Regions from separate parts of the Zea mays genome. Here regions 2 and 3 are each linked to region 1. The links are chromatin contacts, called in public Hi-C maps. All regions are on one chromosome and are shown on one strand. The core of a region is the stretch at or near the end of the contact, and the rest is flanking DNA. Distances in the headings are between cores, read along the strand shown. Region 1 holds the start of LOC100217077. Region 2 holds the start of LOC541845 (glutathione transferase23). Region 3 has its middle 48 kb from the start of LOC541845.

Region 1 (4,470 bases), core at 796-3,295:
GACACAAAACTGCAGATGACACTATTTGATACTGTTTGCAGAGAGAGGTTTAAAATAGAGGAAAATTGGATCCATACCATTAAAAAGATCCACACTTTAGAAAAATACAATCAAAAGATCCAGCTTTAGAAAAATAGTATTGAAAGGTTGCTATGTTGTTGATTTCTACCATTTCCGCAAACTCAACGTTAACATCAGTGCCACACGAGAGCTTCAGACCTTATCTGCCACCTCCCTCTCCCTATGCCCCTTTGGTCCCACTCGTCATCCCTAACCTCCAGCAGATGCGGCAGAAGAGGGTGCAACTGCTTGCACTCGGAGGCATGAAGAGCTCGACGCCTCTCGACAGGAGCGCAGGGAGGAGCAGAGTTTTTTGGTGTGGTAGTTTAATTACTTCGTATGAAGAGAAGGAAGTAGGAGGTGGCCTATTGGGTGCTGCTTACTCCTAATCTATGCTCACCGAGAGAGGAAAAGAGGTTGGTGGTTGCATGAGGTAAGAAGAGAGGAGTTTTGGGGCGTGTTTGCGACGGTGGTCCAGCAGCTTGGCTGCGCTCCTGAGCTGTAATTGGGCGTGTTTGCGTGCCTGGCCCACTTAAGAGCACAGTCGTGTGTACAAAAACGATGGCTCCGCCTGACTCCCTGGAAACGACGTTGGGGTTCGTTTTTCGGGGCTCGGCTACTCGTGGTATGCTCGTGGTGTAAGGCAGGAAAATTTCACGTGATGATAGGTGACTGAGGGATGGCAAACATCATCTGGTCTTGGCTGAACTCATTTCATACATGGACATAAACACGGTAAGTTGCAGCAGAAGCAGACCAACCCAGACCAAGTCTGATCATGTTGGGCGGGTCGAGCAGTAAAGAATCACAAACACGCCCTTGGTGTCTCTTGATGCTTGCTTGCTTTGAAGGAGATATACCCCTTATGCCACACCTGCTGGAGGGTAGGGATGATGAGTGGGACCAAGATGTCATAGTGAGAAGGCATGAAGCTCTCGTGCGACACTTAGAGATGGCAATGGGTACCCGAAACCCGAAACCCGATGGGTTTTTACCCCATTAGGGTACGGTTTTGGGTCAATTTTCATACCCATGGGTTTGTTAACGGGCATAAATCTGTACCCAGCGGGTTTATGGGTACGGGTTTGTTCCTATAGTACCCAAACCCGTGAACCCGTGGGTTTTTTAAACCCGACCAAATCTAGTGCATATTGTCATTTTATTTTATAAACGAACAACAAACTTGTTATTCCTTATTTACTTCATATTTTTTATCAATTGGTGAATGTATCAGTAGTCAGTGAGAGTGTTGCTTGCTTGATATTATAGTTTTTACTAGCGTTATATATGTGGTGGATGGATAACTTAGTGCAAGGTCACTTAATTATACAACTTATTATTTGTATTTCATTCTCTCTACTAATAATTTTTATACCAAATCATGAACTCGTTGTTCATTACATAGATTTTGGATCATGATATCATTAATCATTACGATACTTATTGATTATGAGAAGAACAAGTATATTGGAGATGAAACCCGCGGGTAACCCATGGGTACCCGTTAACCCGATGGGTACGGGTTTGGGCAAAATCTCAAACCCGTCATGGGTACGAGTTTTTTAATGGGCATAGATATTTTTCACGGGTACGGGTTTGGGACGGTAAAACTCAGCGGGTTTGTACCCGTTGTCATCTCTAGCGACACTGATGTTAACGTTGAGTTCACGGAAATGCTAGAAATTAATAACAGAGCAACCTTTCAATGCTATTTTTCTAAAGTGTGAATCTTTTAATAATAAGAAATTAATAACAGAGCAACCTTTCAATGCTATTTTTCTAAAGTGTGAATCTTTTAATAATATATATAATTTTCTATTAAAATAGACGATGAGTAGGAGTTGATTGAAAATCTGGAGATACTCCACTTTTCCGGTCCCATACTCCCATTCCTGCACCCGGATGGTCCTCCCGAATCCCGATCAGCCCAGCCGAGCCGACTAGACGAGTCCAACCAAAGGAGAACCAGGCAGGCCAATGGCCCCAAACGCCCAAACCCCACCTCCACGCCTCCACCCCACCGTCCTCCTCCTCATCTCACTCACTCCCTTTTCCTCACGCCCCCTCCCCGCCTCGAGCCCCTCGCTGGCTCGCTCCCATTCCCATCTCGCACCACCAACCTTCCGGATCCAGTGCCGCACGCCTCACTCCCCGTCCCCGACACCCATGACACGCAAGAGGCGCAAGCACGCCGCCGCCACCGCCGCCTAGGGTTCCGATCCCTTCCTCATGGATTCGCTGCCGCGTAAGCGCAAGGGCGCGCGCGCCGCGTGCTCCATGGCCGGATCCCGCCACGATGCGCCTGCCGCCCGCAAGCGCACCTGCCGCGAGCCCAAGCCGCGGCCCGAGAAGAAGAAGCCCTCTTCCGCCGATGAGGGCTCCGCCTCCGCCCGCGGCGGCGTGGTGATGACGGCGCCGCCCGCCAGCGGGCGGGCGGCGCCTGATAGCCCCGGGCGTGGGCTGAAGCGCAAGCTGGGCTGCATCGACTCCGCCACTCGGATGGGGCGGAAGAAGCGGCTCGAGAGCGAGTACGAGCTCGGCGCCGAGATCGGCCAGGGCAAGTTCGGCTCCGTCCGGATCTGCCGCGCTAAGGTCGGCGGCGACGAGTTCGCCTGCAAGGAGCTGCCCAAGAACGGCGAGGAGACGGTGCACCGCGAGGTGGAGATCATGCAGCACCTCTCGGGCCACCCGGGCGTCGTCACGCTCAGGGCCGTCTTCGAGGATGCCGACAAGTTTTACCTCGTCATGGAGCTCTGCAGCGGGGGGAGGTTGCTCGATGAGATCGCCAGGGAGGGGAAGTTTTCCGAGCAGCGTGCTGCCATTGTGATCAAGGATCTCATGGCAGTGCTCAAGTACTGCCACGAGATGGGTGTTGTGCACAGGGACGTTAAGCCGGAGAATATTTTGCTTACCAAGGCTGGGAAAGTGAAGCTTGCTGATTTCGGACTCGCTGCACGGGTCACTAATGGTATTTGTTTTACTACCTTGCTGTATTACTACCTTTCAGTCTGAAGCTCAAGACGAATAAGATCAATTTGTTAATAGTAGTATAGTACATTGCGAAGTCTAACATATTAGTGCGAAAAGTGAACTGAAAAAGCAGTAGAAGTCTAGAAGATCAACAGTCAGTCCAGCATTGGTTCTGCCATCTTTAAAATAATAATGTGATGTTAGAGACTAATCTATGGCCGTATTTAGGGCCTGTTCGAATGCACTAGAACTAATAATGAGCTGGCTAAAAAATTGCTAGTGAAATTAGCTGGCTAACTATAGCTGATTTTAGTTGGGTTGAACAAGCTAATGAACTAATGGGTAGTTGAGGGTGCAGTTAATAGTTAGCTGACTATTAGCTGGGGTGTTTGTCTCCAGCTAAAAGCAGCTAATAGTTGAACTATTAGCTGGGTTGTTTGGATGTCTCTAGTTAATTTTAGCAGCTAATTATTAGTTTTAGTGCATTCAAACAGGGCCTTAGCTGCAGAACGTCTAATGGTTCAGCTATTTTTCATGTTGCGGGTGTCATGGTCTTAGAATTCCTCTTCATACAAACTCATCTATGTTTTAGCATGACTACTTAGTATCTTTGCTAGTTGCCCATATGTGGCCTTGACTTCAGTTTCAGCTAGTGTGATGTAAATGAGTTGGGGAGTCAAACTAATTTATTCGTCTATGGTCTAGGGGCCTAAGTGAGCCGTGTAGCTCTGGTATTCCTGCCTTGGTTGTGTAACAAGCAAATGAGGCTAAGTGGCTAACTCAAGTACTCAACCTTTCTTCAGGGCATGAGCTGCCTCATCTCTGGAGTCCTCTTTAAGTTGGCAACAGCCTGTGTCTGTCTCAGTGATTTTTTGTGTGTCCCTTCTGTGTTTGAACTGACAATTGACATGAACTTTTGTGTGGTATAATTACTTGGCAAGAAGAAATGTTGCCATCAATACTTGCTCACAGAAATGAGTGCAAGCTGTTTTTTGGAGTCGTGAGTTCATAGCAAGTGTCCATTCACATTTCAACTCATCTTGCTAGGTATGATAAAATATTTGAGACCTGGTGCTTGGAAGTTCTTTATATTGGGTTTTTGTTTTCTTCCTTTGAATTTCAAAGTTAAGGATTTACGTTGATGCACAAGACAATGATTTGTGTTATCCCCAATACAAAGAGCTAGGTGAACTTTGCTACCATTGGTCTCATGGTCATGTACTCCCTCCACCCACAAAAGAATGCAATTCTAGCATAGTACCAACTACCAAGCTAAAAATTTAAAAATATTGTTATTTATAATACTCCTTCCATCTCATAAGATAAGACATAATTTTTTGGCACTTTCTTTAGAGTGGAACTTTGACCATTAATTTCTTTTAAAATATGCCATCAACAAGTACAAATTGACTATCATGTTAAAGTATTTTTGAATACAAA
Region 2 (4,470 bases), core at 494-2,993, 330 kb before region 1:
TCTTCCTGGGCGCGGTGGGCGTCATCTTCTGCGTGCACACGCTGCTGGCGGGCATCCTCATCGCGGTGTTCATCCCGGTGACGGAGGTGGCGGCCGTCATCTTCCTGCGCGAGAGGTTCAGTAGCGAGAAAGGCGTGGCGCTGGTGCTCTCGCTCTGGGGCCTCGCGTCCTACTCCTACGGCGAGTGGAGCGAGGCCAGGGCCAAGAAGAGGAAGACCAGGACGGAGGAGGGCGCCGCAGCCGCGGAGGCCCTGCAGCAGGCGAACCCGTGATGCTGCTGCGGACTTTGGCCTGGCCTCTTCGATCTTCCCCGTTGTGTGTATATCAGTATATGTTGTGATTGTGATCGCTGCTGTGTGCTACGTGGATAGCGTCCTGAATCGTCGTCACCTGCAGCTGTCGCTTCTGGTGTGGGTGCTCTTCTGTTCGGCGGTGGACGTTGGCCAATACTGTGCTGCATGGTGTGTAGATGTACCTTGGCAGTACCACGTTCGGTTCGGACAGTAAGTCTGGACCGGCGCACTTTGTGGGCCGATCCCAGTACAGGACTGATCTAATCTGAACGAATATAAAAAAAAGAAGAAATGTCTGTTTCTATGTGTTACTTTCTGTTGCTACCTTGCACGCCTGAAGAAAATCAGCTACTGGGATTGGGCAACAGGCCAACAGTTTGACGCACCGTGCGGTGCCACGAAGGTTATGCATGATGTATATGCATTATTATGGGACTACCATTCTGAAATGGAACAGAGGGGCAGAGGTCATCCAAACCTCGGCTGCACTGCACAACGTGCAAAAGTGCAACCAGTCCTTATTCAGCAATATATGAGCGTCGGCGGTGAAACTAGCTGCTCCAGAATTACTAGCCATATCTACGCGGAGAGGAGCTGCTCACGGCGGGCCTTGTTGGCGGCGAGGAGCCTGTCCCTGTCGGGCAGGGCCGCCTTCACCACGTCAAGGGCGAGGAACCGACCGAACCAGGCCTTCATCAGCGGCAGCTCCTCGTGGGTGACGACGCTGGCGCCGGTCACCTCCTCGATGACGGGGAGCCAGTGCGCGAACCACCCGACGACGATGTCGAGGTAGCCCACGGCGTCGCCGCCGAAGAACTTCTTCCCCTCCAAGGCCGTCTCCAGGGTCTTGAGGCACTGCTGGGCCTCGTGCACCGCCTTGCGCTGCGCCTCGCCGGTCGCGGTGAAGATCGGGTACAGAGCAGCGTTGCACTAGAGTAGAGTACAGAGAAGTCAGTCGTCGCGGGGCTCGTCCGGCTGCCCTGCGTCAGTAAGTAGATCATGTGGCTGCACCGCAGTTCGCGCGTCGTACCTTGTCTTCCGCGAACCTGGCCCAGAACCTCGCCTGGGCGCGCTCGTAGGGGTCGCCCGGCATGATGGGGTAGCCGCCCTTCCAGACCTCGTCGATGTACTCCACGATGATGGTGGACTCCGCGACCGGCTTGCCGTCGTGGACGAGCACGGGCACCTTCTTGGTCACCGGGTTGTGGCGGAGCAGGTCGGCGCTCTTGTTGGCGAGGTCCTCGTCGACGTACTCGTACTCGACGCCCTTCAGCCGCAGCGCCCACTCCACCCTGATCACCATGGGGCTCGCCCACATCCCCAACACCTTCACGCCCTTCTCGGCCATTATTGCTGGAGCTCAGGCGCTGCTCTTCTGCTGCTGCTGCTGGTGCTGCAACTACAGTAGACAAAGAGATCTTGTTCACCTTATAGTATAGATCACAGTCACAGATCGCGAAGCCATGACAAGTCAACTGTAGGGGTTCCGGGTCATAGTTGCCTTCTGAGGAGACCACGGGAACCCGTGTTGTTTACTAGTATAATCGGGAGACAAGGACATCAGAGTGAGCCTACTGGGAGTGTTGCGTACTGATGAAGCCTCTTGAAGAAAAAAATACTACAGAGGAAAAGCCCAATTACGCTAAAACATAATGAACTTGGTTATTTGCAATTTTACACGTTCCATTTCAGAAAGGTACGTGACAGAGTGATGGCTGCACGACTCAAACCACTTGAAAGGTTTTTTTAAGAGGGTGCCCTCAATTTCGCTGATGTGCTTATTTTTATCCTTAGTTGTGTTTTTTTACTCAATTTTACCCTTTTAGTGCTATAGAACAGAAGGACAAAACAAAACTGAACAAAAAACACGACTAATGATAAAAATGAGCACACCAGCAAAACCGAAGACACCAGCTTAAAAAACTCAATTTTCAATTTATCTCCCCTCGTGCTCCAAACACGGCAAATCTCACCAGCGGCGCATGGCGGTTGCTCACAATCACATAAACACAACCACCTCCAGTTGGAGTTTATTACCACATTACATCACAGATCGTAAAGAAATGCGGATACCTCTGCTTCAGCAAGACGCAATGGCAACCCTCACAGGACGCGCATATGGCATGCGCGCATACTACTTACTACTCTCACGGGAATATTGGTACCAGAGATGCACCCCACAGCAAACTCTGCCCCAGGATCCTCTATCAGCAATCATAGGTCCCGTAAGCCTTGAGCGACATTCCTTGATATCCTTTCATGAATTGGTTCCTGGATTTTACAAAAAAAAAACATTGATTGTAAGTATTTGTTTGTCTGCTAAACTAGAAGCATAAACAAAGCCTTCTGCATACCTGTGCTTCCGGGATCTCGAATTTCGTCTTCGTGATGTTTCAAACAGGAAAATGTAGCGGCAGCGGGTATTCAACCAAACCATTATTCAATTAGAATAAAAAAAACATTCTTGCAACAGTTCCGTGTACAGAACGCGCATAAATTATGTTGGACACGCGATAAGATAAGGGGGAGCTTTGAAGTGAGAAACAACAACAGAAACTTATAGAGATACATACCGCCAGGTAGACATGTCCAAATGGACCGGCCCGGCAGTGGGCCCGTGACCCGGCACGGTCGTGGCCCGGCACGAGTATGGCCCGGCCCGACCGGAACCGTGCCCGGGCCGGCCCGGTCCGATAGCCGTGCCGGGCTTGGGCTGGCCGTCTGGCCCGCGGTGCAGACACGGGCCCAACACGGTTATTTGGTAGGCACGATAACGGCCCGTTTTAGAAACTTATTTTGTAACTGTCAGTCTGTTTTTAGTTATAATACTGATAATATGTTATTATATAAGAGTATTCTGAATTGTTATATGTGTTTCTATGTGTATATGAAATTCTTTATCTAAGTATGTATCTAAAATTATAAATATAATTAATTGAATCTAAACTAAATTTAAATATTACCCTTAAATTCTGAATTTTAGAGTGTTTTTTTTGTGTTTACGGGTCCGGACCCGACCCGGCACGACAGGCCCGTCGTGCCTCCGACCCGGCACGGCCTGTATAAGAATAACCGTGATGGGCCTGGACTGCGTCAGCCAGCCCGCGGGCCGACCCGGCCCGGCACAACACTGAACCGTGCCGGGCTTGGACTGGCGCCCCTCGTGCCGGGCCCAGCCGTGCCCGTGCCGGGCCGGCCCGGCACGGCCCGTTGGATATGTATACCGCCGGGCCAACTCACAAACCAACTCTTCTGGAGCTTCTGGCAGAACCTGAATGTTTTGGGGTACATGTAAGTTTTCACACAAAAAAAAGATGAGTTGGATCATTATGGAACAAAATTCACAAGTGATTCTAACAACTGTATGAAGAAAATATACCGTGTCTTCATATGGATTGCAGTTGTTCTTGAACCAAAGCCTTAAAAACTCCTGTGATAATTAAGTGATATATTCACAAACCTCGTTAAATATGAATCATAAGGTTTAAAGGAATAAAATGCAATCAAGGATTCAAGGTAATCAGCCCATACATGATGTGTATGAATCAAAGGTAGTTTACCTTATCAACATTTTCAGGTTCAAGGCCAGATATGAATCTATCTTCGTATGAATTAGCAATCCAATATCTGCTGGAGTTAGAAGTATGAACATGCTTCATAAAAAGAGGATAATGATAGAGGATATACTGCCATGTGATTGTGTGTATTATTGATTGCGGGAACAATACACATATATAGGCAGGCAGGGTCCCTGGCGACACTGTGGAGGCGCAGGGAGCCTGTAAGAACACTGATTTAGGGGTGGTGGTATGCTGCTCCCGACATACGATTTCCTCTCACGAAGCACTTGGAATAAGAGTAATTGTGTGGAACTTACAACGGCAGAGCTGCCAGGAGATCTGGACGCAACCAGCCAACAGGGTTCTATTCTCCACACCTCCCAGGTTCCTCTCTATCCCTTCTTAACCCCCTCTCACGAGTTCAGCGAAAATAAAATAACACTGCTGGAGACTCCTAGTGGATCCATTCTGGCCCATTCACTCTTGGGTTGGGCTTCACCCCACGACGAGGCCTGTTATCTTCATCAGATTCTTTTATATCCTTGACATTCTTCCTCCCTTGAGGGACTGCTTGTCCCCAAGCCGCGACATGAGGAAACCGAGTGACGATAGTTGCT
Region 3 (4,470 bases), core at 799-3,298, 280 kb before region 1:
CTCGCCCGACCTCACGCTCCAGCCTCGGGAGGAGGTCTCCGCCTCGCCCGACCCCCGGGCTCGGCCTCGACTCCGGTCTCGGGAGGAATCGCGTCCTCGCCCGACCCCGGCCTCGGCCACAAGAGAAGTCTCCGCCTCGACGGACCCTGGGCTCGGACTGACCGTGCTGATAGGGGATGCATCATTCCCCTACTCCTAGCCTGCTCAGGCTACAAGGAACAAGACCGGCGTCCCATCTGACTTACCTCAGCGACGGGTAATGATGGTGCCCCGCGTGCGCCATGACGCCGATTGCTCTCAGCCCCTTACGACAGCAAGGAGACATCAGCAGGGTCCTTGCCGCGTTGTCAGCTGTGCTCCTACAGGACTCAGGCGCTCCTCCGGCGGCCACGCCATCACATGTACAGCGCTCAAGCTCTCCCCCGACAGCCACGTTGGCATGTACACAGGGCTTAGGCACTCCACTGCCGGACACGTTAGCACATAGCTACGCCCCCGTTGTACACATGAACTCTCTCCTTGCCTCTATAAAAGGGGAGTCCAGGGCCACCCTGAAAGGGGTTCAGAGGGTTCGCGCGAGGGGAAGCGGCGTACGAGCCCTCTCTCTCTCCCTCACGCGACACGCTTGTAACCCCTACTGCGAGCGGCATCCCTGCTGCAGGATAATACAAGGCTTGTCCCACATCTTGTGTTCCATCCTGCGCCAACCCATCTGAGTAGGGACACGCAGCGACAATTTACTCGTCGGTCCAGGGACCCCCCGGGGTCGAAACGCCGACAAAAACATAAGGCTATAATTCTTTTTAATTTTCTAATTTGAAAACTACACATTACAACAAACATAATACAAATTAATTTAAAAAACATGTAAATCATTGCAACTATCAATTCAAATTAATCAGCTCACTAACACGACTATCTAAATATTATTTAATTTATTCGGATATTGAATACGCATAAATCGATTACAGCAAACATAATTCAAATTTATTTATGAAAACATGTCAATTATTGGAAACACTGGTTTCAAATGTTAAGCAAAAATTTATGAAATTAACAAATTAATAGTTAATTTATTTTAGTCTCACATACACATTTTAGAATAGAGAAAATTGTCGCAGGGGTTCGCTCAAAATTAAATATAGACGATGGGATAGCGTGTAAAAATTGGACCTTTCTTATGCCTTCGGATGGCACACGAAGAGAGCGAATCAAAGGATCAATGGGGACACGACAACACTTTGATGACGGTGCTTGACGTGGCGCGACGATGGCGCAACTGCTGGTGCGATGGCGCGACAACGAGTAGCAAGGCGACGACTGAGAGTGACACACAACAATGAGCAGGTGCGCGGCATGTAGCAAGCAGCGAGCGCAGCACGGTTAGCAGGGGCAAGAGACGGTTCACGCACGGCGTAGAAGATGGCATGGTGGTGCATAGTGATGCACAACACAGGTGGCGCTGCTGCGTTGAGTGAGCAGTGCGTCGATGGCAGCTAGCAGCAGGAGAGCGAGCTTCCGCGTAGAGAAACTCGACGAGGGGCTCGACCACGGTAGGGAGAACGGTGTCGAGTGCTTCGGACAATGTCGTGGACGTGGAGAAGATCGCTAGCGAGAGCTCGCTCGACGATGAGGCATATGCAAGCGGAGCAGAGAAGCTGGCGTGTAGAGAATTTGGATGGCGGCCTGCAGCGCACGACACGACAGTAGCAGCAAGGAACTCGGAGCACGGAGGGAGAGAAGCGAGGCGAGTGCAGTAGCAGCTGAGCAAGGGTCAAGCACGGAGAAAAGGGATGAATGTCGGCACCATTTATAGGCTGGTAGAAGGAAATCACAGCCTCGAATTTGATTGCCGCAGAGAAACGTCCGCACGAAATGCCATTAATGGCAAGGAGAAACTGTCGTCGCGGAGAAGAGGAGTGGTCGCGGCAGTGGCGGAGAGAAGAGGGTGCTGGAGTGAGGAGAAAAGCTTTACGACAGCATTAATGGCGCACTATCGGTGTGGCTCAGTGCGTATTTAAGGCGCGAGAGTGGGGAAGGGATATGAACGGGCGTGTGACAGTGGTGCGATACAGGAAGGGAAACCGTCCGTCCAGCGCGGCAATGGTCCGTCCACCACCTGGGAACGCGAGCAGAGAATTTCACGCAGTAGTGTCCCAGCGGTTGCGTGCAGGAAGCCAAGTGAAATAAGTGAAACAAGGGCCCCACTCGCTATAGAGAAGAGGAAGAAGCGTTCCATTTAGAGATGGCAATGGGGACCCGATCCCCGATTCCCCGCGGGGAATTCCTCTATTAGGGGATGGGGATGGGAAAGTTTCTTCCCCCACGGGGATGTAAATGGGGAAAAGTTCTCCCCCGACGGGTAAACGGGGACGGGGATGGGGAAGCATTCCCCATCCCCGTTCCCCGCGGGGACCCGTTAAACTTACATGTGACAATGTTTTCATGTAATAGTTAATGATAAAAGTAAAGAATTACCTTATCAAGAGATCACCCGTTGTACAAATACATTGATTTTAATGTGCACATAATGAATTTTACATTTAACAATGTGTATAAGTGACAATATTTTACATTAATAACAAATGAAGTACAATTTAATTATAATTTAAGCGGGGATGGGGATCCCCGACGGGGAATTATCCCCGCGGGGAACGGGGATGGGGAAGAAATATCCCCCGCAAGCGTTCGTAGGGATCCCCGCGGGGAAATTTTTTTGTCGCGGGGACGGGTTTGGGGAGCTAAAACCCGACGGGGAATTCCCCGTTGCCATCCCTAGTTCCATTGGCTGGAACGACGGATTTTTTTTTTCAATTTCCTCTTTTACTTATATATATACTGAAAACTATAATAAATCCCAAAATAATATTTACAATACTAAAAACTTAAATTTTTAGGATTATTTTTTTAAGCTAAATTTTTTATTTTAAATAAATTGGGGTTCACACATAGAGAATAATTTAACTAAAATGAAATCTATCAAAATACATATTCCAAAAACAATAATTTAACGATTCATTATTATTTTCTAAAATAATATTTTTCTCACACAATTAAATTCAAGAATTGGACTTGAAATTCAAATCAGACAAAATATATACTTCGGCTATTTAAGAAATTATTCAGTTCAATTATATCAACATTTCATTATTTTTAAACATAAATATTTTTATTTCTACTGGAAAATAATAATATAAACTGAGTTATTTTCAGTTGACTGATTTAGGGTGTTACAAAATCTACCCCTAAAAAGAATCTCATCCTCGAGATTAAGGAAGGCTAGCAAGAAAGCAAAGGAGATACATAGTTATTTGTAGGTTCTTGGTTCACAAAAGACTCTTCTAACTTAAGGAACTTATTGTTTCTTCGCTCCGCATCGTACTTATAAATTGGTTGGTCTTCTGGATTATTGCTTGGGGTCTTGCTTTGCAGTCTTCTTCTCTAGTCAGTCAAGTCGCGTCTTAGTGCATTGACGAATAATATGTCCTTCGTTCTTGCAGTAGTAGCAAGCACCTCTTGCTTTGAGTTCTTTGCGAGTCAACTTTGCTTGACCAACAGGTGATGAGGGATGATTGGGTGTCTGTATCTCATATAGATGAGTCTGGCTTGATTCTTCTGTTTGGGTATTGTCGGCGTCTCAGACCCGGGGGGTCCCTGGACCGACGAGTAAAATTGTCGCTGCGTGCCCCTGCCCAGATGGGTTGGCACGGGATGGAACACAAGTGGAGGAATGGGCCTTGTATTATCCTGCACCGGGGTGCTCGTAGTAGGGGTTACAAGCGTTGCGAGAGAGCGAGGGCGAGAGAGAGCGAGTAGGAGAGAGCGAGAGCGAGAGAGAGAGAGAGGGTCCAGCCCCTGCTCGTCTTCTCCCGTCCCTTTGCCGTGCGTACGTATGTTCGTATGCTCGTCCCTCTGTCCCTCTCCCCCTCTCCTTGTCCGTCCTCGTCCTCCCCGTGGGGCCCTGGACACCCCCTTTTATAGACGTAAGGAGATGCCCAGCTGTACAATGGGGTGTTGCTGGGAGCTTAACGTGGCTGGCAAGGGAGTGCCCTGAGCCCTATACAGATAAAAACGTGGCCACCGGGGGGATGTCTTAAGTCCTGTAGAGGTAGTAACGTAACCGTCGGAGGAGTGCCTTGAGCCCTGTAGCAGTACAGCTGTCGGTGCTGTATGGATCCTGCTGACGTCTCCTTGCTTCCGTAGGGGGCTTGAGAACCACCGACGTCATGGTTGCATGCAGGAAACCACCATCGCCGTTTACCGGGGTAAGCCGGATGGGACGCCGGTCTTGTTCCTTTGTAGCCTGAGCTTGCTAGGATTAGGGTAATGATGCATCCCCCGTGGCATGGTTGATCCGAGCCTGAGGTCGGGCGAGGCGGCGGCTCCTCTGAGGCCAAGGCTGGGGCCAAGGCCCAGGGTTGGTGTAAGGAAAATGGACCCCGGGCCATTTGGCTATTTGAGTTTTGGTGT

What was found. Hi-C and Micro-C count contacts between places; a contact is called where the count stands out from the background.
Region 2: a contact with region 1 is called in a Hi-C map of leaf, with 2.7 times the contacts expected there. The contact joins the promoter of LOC541845 here to the promoter of LOC100217077 in region 1. A contact is called at or near these places in 9 of 25 Hi-C or Micro-C datasets (bundle sheath, ear, leaf and 3 more) and 2 of 3 datasets of contacts at active chromatin or transcription factors (leaf and seedling).
Region 3: a contact with region 1 is called in a Hi-C map of ear, with 2.2 times the contacts expected there. The contact joins the enhancer-like site here to the promoter of LOC100217077 in region 1. A contact is called at or near these places in 2 of 25 Hi-C or Micro-C datasets (ear and tassel) and 1 of 3 datasets of contacts at active chromatin or transcription factors (leaf).

What each region holds. Positions count from the first base shown.
Region 1 is chr7:133,483,702-133,488,171 of Zm-B73-REFERENCE-NAM-5.0, reverse strand. LOC100217077 reads left to right here and starts at 2,045. Exons shown (of 3, transcript NM_001143447.1): 1 at 2,045-3,028. The coding sequence starts at 2,290.
Region 2 is chr7:133,808,681-133,813,150 of Zm-B73-REFERENCE-NAM-5.0, reverse strand. LOC541845 (glutathione transferase23) reads right to left here and starts at 1,743. Exons shown (of 2, transcript NM_001111524.2): 1 at 1,324-1,743; 2 at 698-1,223. The coding sequence starts at 1,641. The coding sequence ends at 873. LOC103632874 (purine permease 3) reads left to right here. Exons shown (of 2, transcript XM_008654590.4): 2 at 1-604. The coding sequence ends at 272.
Region 3 is chr7:133,760,824-133,765,293 of Zm-B73-REFERENCE-NAM-5.0, reverse strand. No RefSeq gene overlaps it. Among protein-coding and RNA genes, the nearest start is that of LOC541845, 48 kb to the left of the region's middle. Within about 2 kb of position 2,048, at least 8 of the 20 cell types and tissues checked have an H3K27ac peak or open chromatin away from gene starts, as enhancers often do. A contact at or near this core is called in ear, where this site is marked.